Linked DNA regions of Mus musculus: region 2 is linked to region 1. A link is a contact called in public promoter capture Hi-C data. All regions are on one chromosome and are shown on one strand. The core of a region is the stretch at or near the end of the contact, and the rest is flanking DNA. Distances in the headings are between cores, read along the strand shown.

Region 1 (3,952 bases), core at 800-3,299:
GTAAGAGCTTTGGCAACTGGTATGAATAAAAGCTAGTGGACTTAATTAGTAACTTGATTACTTAAGAAAAAAGTTTATTATCTTTTCCTTCAACTTACACTTACCAAATGGCTACCAAGTTGTTAGGACATACTCATTAAATTTATTGAACCAAGCTATATAAAAATGAGGATATTAAGTATTTCTTTTGGACTGTTTGAACCAAAAAGTTTGAGCCACCAGTCTAAATAATCCAGGGGTCTGCAGACCAACAGTGGGCCAAAGCAACCTTTGAGAACTTTCTTTTAACTGAAGAAAATAAACATCACCACCAAAACATCATGTAGCAGAGACCATCATACTGACCCACAGCAAGCAGAGCCTAAATACTATCTGGCTCTTTGTCCATTCCTGAATTTATACAACCAAAATATACAAACATTTTCACTGATTCAGACTCCACTGATACAGACTCTAGACCTGTGCTGTCAAATTGAATGATTATATACAATGAAATTAAGATGAAACAAATTAAAACTCAAGTTTTTGGTAATCATACTACATTTCTTTGATAACCATATTTTAAGTGCGCCAAAAATGACTGCTAATAGATACCATGTTGGACAGTGCAGATATAGAATATTATTATCACAGAAAATTCTATTGGAAACGCTTGTTCGATCCAGTATCTAGAATCAGTACCTTCTCGTATTCTCAGCATCAAACACATCATTTATATCACCATCCCAAACATTTTACTCCATTTACATCTATCAACTTGTAAAGGTTTCCAGCCATTCACATAGTCAAGAAGTACACTGCTTGAACCTAACCTTTAATGACCAAATACCTTACGATATATTTCCTTCCATATTTATAAATCATCTCTCCAACAATCTGACCAATGAAATGCCATCCCCATGAAGTCTACTTTAGCACAAGACAATGAACCTATGAGACATACAAGGGACTCAACGGAACCAATTTAACTGAAATGAAAACTAACGGTCAACCTTGGTGTCTAGAATAAACTGCTGCTTTGGGTTTTAGCCACATGCTTTATCTCTGTTAACTTCTGTCTTAGTCACAGTTTTATTGCTGTGAAGAGACACCATGGCCACAACTCTTATAGCAGGAAGCAGTTAATTGGGGGTCTTGCTTACAGTTTCAGAGACTTATATAGCAGTCATCATGGGGAACCTGCGAGCAAACACAATGCTGAAGGAGTAGCCAAGAACGTCCACAAACAGCAGGCAGAGTTTTGGAAACCTCAAAGCTCATCCCTCATTAACACATCTCCTCCAACAAGGCCACCCCTCCTCCTAATCCTTTCAAACAGTGCCACTCTCAGTTGACTCGGCATTCAAATATATGAGCATAAATCAAACTACAACGTCTAGTACATTTTAAAAATTGCAGTAGGCAATATTTTTCTTCCCAAAGGGAATCCAAAGTCTTTTGGATGGGAAAGGAAATTTATGTAATCTAACACACCGATTTGTCTTTACTAATGTTGGACCTGCAGAAACCCGAAACTCTATTATTGTGCTCGGACGGAGCCTACAATTTAAAGTTCACTCGTCGCCTTCAGACCACGGAAGCAGGGAACGTCGGTCAGAAACACATACCACAAGGAGTTGGCGAGAGACGGTGGGACCGGATCCCGGAGCCCTGACCAAAGATGATGGGCGGGGCGAACCCGGAGGCCCACGGCGCACCGCGCAGACGACACGACCCCGGGAATGGAGCGGCTTTGGGAAAGGAGAAGCGAAACGCGGCGCTCCAGGAGAAGGAGAGCGGGCCGTTGGCGCTCGCGCGGTCCGGTCGGCTGCAGGGCCTTTCCGAGATCGCCCCGACGACCGAGCGACCTCAGCAACCCGCGCCCGCCCTTCAGCACTCAAACAGAACCCGAGCCCTCTCAGGAGCCCAGAACGGAAAGGAGCATTCTGACCCGCCACCGACCACCTGCTTGACTTGTCTGGGGTCCTCGCGCTCCTTGGAGTCGGACGTCACCTCTCAACGTCCCTGAAGTATTCAAATCTAACCGCCCTAGTGATGCGCATGCTCAGTGCTGCGCGCCGCGCAGACCCCACCCCTTCGGCTCCAGACCGGCCCCGCCCCTAAGACATAAACTTCTCTGTCCTCCTCTGCTCTGACTTAAGTTCCCTCGGGTTTTTCTTCTTTTCTACAGAATTTTCTTCGTCTCTGTTATTCTGAGAACGGCCATCTTCTTTCGAGTGTTTGCAGAGTAAACAATCGCACTGTTGGCTTCCGTACAAAATGGCGACTTCCATGGTATTGCGTCACAGCGCTCTGTGTCTACTCCCTATAGCTACCAGGAAGAAACTAGCTTCTGGGACGAGGTGGCCGAGTGGTTAAGGCGATGGACTGCTAATCCATTGTGCTCTGCACGCATGGGTTCGAATCCCATCCTCGTCGAAAGTGTCTTTTGCTAATTAGTGTAATGTGAATTTATAATCCACAGGATGGAAGTGATTAAATATTGCTTCGGGTTTTAATTCCGATCAGGTTCTATCTAACACAATTAGTCTCAGCATCGAGGTGTTTTAGTTGGTGATATTGTAATTTGAAGGAATTTGATATTTGAAATCAGCTGAAGGAATTGAGATATTTGAAAGGCTGCTTTTGGAATGTTATGACTCACAGATGAAGAAAAAGCAGATAAAGAGACTTTTTTCTAGGAATTTAATTTCTTACAAAGTAAAATAACAGGACATGTTCAGTGGTGGTCTGGAACATGAAATGTCCTAGCTCTGAGATGAATGCTTTCAGTCTTTAATGAGCTCTTACTCCGAGGGCTTTGTTTTGTTTTTGTTATTTTGAGACACAGTTTTACTGTGTAGCAGTCTAGCCTCCAGGTTAAAAATCATCCTGTCTCGCCTTCCCAAATGCTAGGATTACAAAGCTATACCCCCATAATCGCTATTTTGGGGGTTTAATACCTGTCCTGATCGTGAAGTACCATATTGCATTACAAATGCCACCTCTTCCAGCCCTTAAGCAAGCTATGGGATTTGTTTTCAATGTATACATTAAAAAGGTGCCCATGGGGGTGGGGGTAGGGGTGGGGGTGGGGGTGGGGGTGGGGGGGTAACCCAAGTGAACCCTTTGCAGGGCAGTGGTGGCGCAGACCTTTAATCCCAGCAGTTGGGAGGCAGAGGCAGGCGGATTTCTGAGTTCGAAGCCAGCCTGGTCTACAGAGTGAGTTCCAGCATGAGTTCCAGGACAGTCTGGGCTACACAGAAACACTGTCTCAATCCCCCCACCCCCACCCCAAAACAAAACTCCCAAAAACAAAACAAACAAACAAACAAAAATGCCCATGACATTTGAAATCTTGCTATGATCCAGAAACTACTGAAGAAGAGGAACACGACTACCTTTTCAAAAGACAAAAAGCTGAATCTTCTGGATTTAACCAAAGGATTAGGAATAGAAAAAAGAACAGAGATTTTCCTCCTGTAACATCATCAGACAAATTCATTCAACTCACACTTAAAAACCCTTAATGTTTTTTACATAACTAAAAGCAACATACATTTTACATGGATTATGTGTCTCCGACTCTGCAGAACCCTGTGATCATGATAGATGTCTTCATATTCTATTATTGTTGTTTTACACTGAAAGATTAATTTGTCCAAGGCTATACAGCTTCTAAGTTGCAGACAGGACAGTGTAACCCACATCTATTGACTCCATGATGTTTAACCCTCATCCTGTATGGTACCAGATCATGAAGAGTTCTTAATGATCCCCTGGAGTGGTGATTTTACATTCCTCTCACTGGGCATGCTCAGTGTTCAAGAGCCCAGCACCAGGGGCAGGTGCTTCAGCAAGATTTGTGGCACTGATGATTGGAAGGCAGTCAGACGCCTCTCTCCTGGTTCCTCCATTTTAGGTCCAAATCCCTTGGGAATGTTGCTACCTTCACAGTCTGGGCACTTTTGGC
Region 2 (3,952 bases), core at 687-3,186, 2.1 Mb before region 1:
TTTGCTTGAAAGCTTAGGCAAGTTACATCATGGCACCTCTCAATGTCTTAGTTTTCAGAAGTAAAAAGTGGAGATAACTGTGATAACAGATAATATGAATGACAGGTGTTAATCACAGTTACAGATTCAATATATATGTATGTGTGTCTTTTATTACTGATGACACTTCTACAGTTATCAATTTTTTTGTGACTTTTTAAAAATATTTTTATTAGGTATTTTCCTCATTTACATTTCCAATGCTATCCCAAAAGCCCCCCATACCCCCCCAACCCCCCTACCCCCCCACTCCCACTTTTTGGCCCTGGCATTCCCCTGTACTGGGGCATATAAAATTTGCAAGTCCAATGGGCCTCTCTTTCCAGTGATGGCCGATTAGGCCATCTTTTGATACATATGAAGCTAAGAGTCAAGAGCTCCGGGGTACTGGTTAGTTCATAATGTTGTTCTACCTATAGGGTTGCAGATCCCTTTAGCTCCTTGGGTACAGTTATCAAATTTGAACACTTCTTGTTGACAGAGTTTTAGAAAAGTTCTAGGTTTAAGATCAGTGAAATGGCTCAGAGAGTCAGGCATTTGCTACACAAACCTGAAGACCTGAGTTAAATCCCTGAAACCTACACAAATGTGGGAAGAGAGAAGTGACTCCATAAAGTTGACCTCTTCATACACTCTGTGACATATATGCCCACACTCATACAACATAGACACATACTCTAGTTTTAAAAAAAAAAATTCTAGTTTAGGCTTAATTACTGTGAAAAAGTCAACTCCACCTTGAAGTCACTGATACCATTTTACACAACACACTTAGACACATTTGTAGTTGTCATTCTTTTCTTTGCCTTTCTCTGCCCTCTGTTCCCTTCTTTTCTTGCTTTCTTTTTTGAGAGAAGGTTCCACAGTGAAGCCCAGGCTGGACTTGAATCACACCAATAATCCTGCTTCAACTTCCCAAAGGCTGGGATTACAGGCACAAACACTACGCCTGGCTATTAAACTCAGTGTTGCCAATTTAGTTTCGGCAAAATATTGAGTATCACGCTATATCTGGGCTTCTCACGGGGGTTGGGGGAGATAAAGGAACAGAGGGGGAGAGGAAGAGAAAACAACTAACGGGTACATTCCTGTTATACTCTTCTAATTACAGGAAAAACCCCCTCTCAAGTTCTTCACCTGGTACAGAAATTTTCGAAGAAAGGAGGGAAACACCATATGTTTACAAATTCATTTTTTTCATCCAACACAATTTACTGAGTATTGTGTCTTGAGCGCTTTGTATACATTTCCACTACTTTCAAAATTCAATTTGAATCAATGCAAGAGTTCCCTATCCCTCCCCCTTTTCCCTCAAATAACTATCATCTAATTCCAGCTACACATTTAGGGATTCAGTTTAACAACAAATTCATATGCAGTGAAAAGAAGTGTGGTTCTATCCACTCCTAGTGGTTCTCTAGCAGGAGTCGCGGGACCGCAGGGCCCCCATAGCCGGAGCTCCGTAGGGTTGGCCCTCGGTTTCTCCCCGCTCGCGGGCGCCGGTCGGTTGGAGTTCCCCGGGTCCCGCCCCTTCGCTGCGGCTCAGCTGCACCCGCCGCGCGGCAAGCGACTCGTCTCTGACCCCCTGCATACCTGCAGGCCACTCCGCTTGTTCCAGGTGAAAATGGACCCTGGGTACCCACTCAGGGCCAAGAGCAGTTCGTGAATCATTTCTAGGGCGGCTCGGGAGTCCCTAGATCTACCACCTCCTCTTTTCAGCGCCTCTCCGGGCGACCCCTCACACCCAGCGGAATCTCTTGCCCTGAATCCCCGCAGTCCACCGGGAGAGGAGATGCCACAGAGCCGCGCGCCGCATCCCGGAAGTGCGCGCGGCCCAGGCGCCCACCGCCTCGCTCCCGCCGCGGAGCCGCGAGGAGGCGCCGGTGCCGTCGCGCATGCGTCCTGGGCTCCAGGAGAAGCCCGCTCGGACTTCCGGCTTGAGAGCGGGACTGAGGCTAGCCCAGGAGGGGAAGGGATGAGAGTGAGTTGAGAAGCTGGTTGAGAGAGACGCGGCCTGGGGTGGGCCGGCGGGAGTCCTCAGGACGCCTTGGCAGGGTCTGTGGCATTTTGACCGACTGCCGACGTCTCCCAGAGTGACCCGGCCGGAGGGAAGAAAACAAAGCTGGAACTTGGCAGCCGCCGCTGTGGAGCTGTGCTCGAAGCCCACGGACTCGCAGCACCGGCCCGCATCGGCCTCGTTCTCAGGAGACCCACCACTGCCGCCCCTCGAGCTTCCTCGCTTCACCAACTCCTGTAACTCTCCCCTAGTCCACCTCAATTTAGAAGCCCAAGTCGGCTCCCCCGGTGCGCGACCTTCCCCATCTGTCGCCCCGGAACTCTTGCCGAGTTCTTACTTCGTTCGGGAGGCGCGAGCAAGAGACCCAGTGTTCGGCACTTGACTTTGGTTCGGGGTGGAAATTTGTAGTTTGGTGTTCAAGGGGCGGGGCAGACACCAGGAGCTTCTGGAAGGACGGCGGTGGTTCTAGGGGAGAATAGCCGGCGCTCGCTGGACAGAGGCTTTTTGTTGTCGTTCGCCAAACGTTTTGACCGATTTGATCTGGGGCGCTAATGATTTACCTGAGGTGGGAGCGAAGCGGACAGATTTTTCTTTTCTCTGCAACTTCCTGGGGATACTCTAAACGTCACCTAGAAATGCAGTTTTTAAAAGGTCATTTTCACCTTGCCTATTGATTTGCTGTCCTGAAAAGGTACTGCCTCAGAAGGCCACTTCGAGCATATTGAAAGTCAGGCCGGCTCTGACAAGGTTTTAAACATGTAAAGATACTCTCCTCAGATAGCGCCATTTCTCTCTACTCTAGGATAAAACTCCTTTTTACAGAGAGACTCATCTGCAGGTGTTTCTCCAAGGGCATGCAAAGATAGTGTAATAAGTCCTAGAACCCAGACAGTGAGGAGAGAAACGGCTTTCTGCTGTGAAAGATGGCCAAACCCACTCGGAGAGGAAATGGCACAAGCTCTGAAAGCTTACGACAGCGCTTCAGAAGATTCCATTACCAGGAGGTGGCTGGGCCCCGGGAGGCTTTCAGCCAACTATGGGAACTTTGCTGTCGGTGGCTAAGGCCGGAGGTGCGGACCAAGGAGCAGATTGTAGAATTGTTGGTGCTAGAGCAATTCCTGACTGTGCTACCTGTGGAGATCCAGAACTGGGTACAGAAGCAATGTCCAGAAAATGGAGAGGAGGCGGTGACACTGGTGGAAGATTTAGAAAGAGAGTCTGGAAGACCTGGACATTCGGTGAGGAGGAGGGGGAATACAGTCAGAAGTGTGTGGCTGGGGAGAGACAAGGATGGAGGGGCAGTTTAAGATCAGTCGGATGTAAAGAGGTTTGGTGATTTTGATACTTCTGATCTGGAAGGGTTACTTTTTCAGGTAGGGCTTGCTTGGAGATGCCTACTCTGTTACAGTAAGTCTTTCACTTCAGTTTCTTAAGAGAAAAAATGGGGGAAGTTTCTTTTCCAGCTGCTATTTGGGTTTCTGTTTGATCTTTCTGCAGTTTCAACCACTCTAAGCTGATGATAACGGAATAAACACTTGTCTGTCCTACTCCCCACCCTCCACTCTGGCCTGGCCTCAGAGGATGGTCTCCCCCTGGGAATGCCCCTTGTTATGACCATGTCAATTAACGGGGGGTTATTTCTAGGTCACAGTCTCTGTGAAGGGGCAGGAAATGCACTCGGAGAAGATGACACCCCTGAAATCATCACAGGAGTTATTAAGTGTTCTGCAGGAGTCAGTGGAACCCCAGCCCAAGGGTGTATCCAAGAAAGAGAGGGCAAGAAGGCCAGCCCTGAGACTACAGGAGCAGATGAACCCAAAGGAGAATCTCAGACCTTTTCAAAGGAGCGGTGAGGAGTAGATGTGTGTGGGAGACAGAGCCCTCTAAGCTGGGAAT

The links. Promoter capture Hi-C pulls out the DNA fragments that hold promoters and counts their contacts.
Region 2: a promoter capture Hi-C map of liver shows a contact between it and region 1, with 5 times the contacts expected there. The contact joins the promoter of Tubgcp4 here to the promoter of Knl1 in region 1. A contact is called at or near these places in 1 of 39 promoter capture datasets (liver), 1 of 115 datasets of contacts at active chromatin or transcription factors (astrocytes) and 2 of 9 other capture datasets (adipose tissue and liver).

Annotation. Positions count from the first base shown.
Region 1 is chr2:119,045,216-119,049,167 of GRCm38.p6, reverse strand. It overlaps Knl1 (kinetochore scaffold 1), which reads right to left and starts at 2,049. Exons shown (of 24, transcript NM_029617.3): 1 at 1,945-2,049. It overlaps n-TSgct7 (a tRNA gene), which reads left to right and starts at 2,337; the gene lies at 2,337-2,418.
Region 2 is chr2:121,169,152-121,173,103 of GRCm38.p6, reverse strand. It overlaps Tubgcp4 (tubulin, gamma complex associated protein 4), which reads right to left and starts at 1,936. Exons shown (of 18, transcript NM_153387.3): 1 at 1,633-1,936. The coding sequence starts at 1,710. It overlaps Zscan29 (zinc finger SCAN domains 29), which reads left to right and starts at 1,979. Exons shown (of 5, transcript NM_001290819.1): 1 at 1,979-3,294; 2 at 3,701-3,905. The coding sequence starts at 2,980.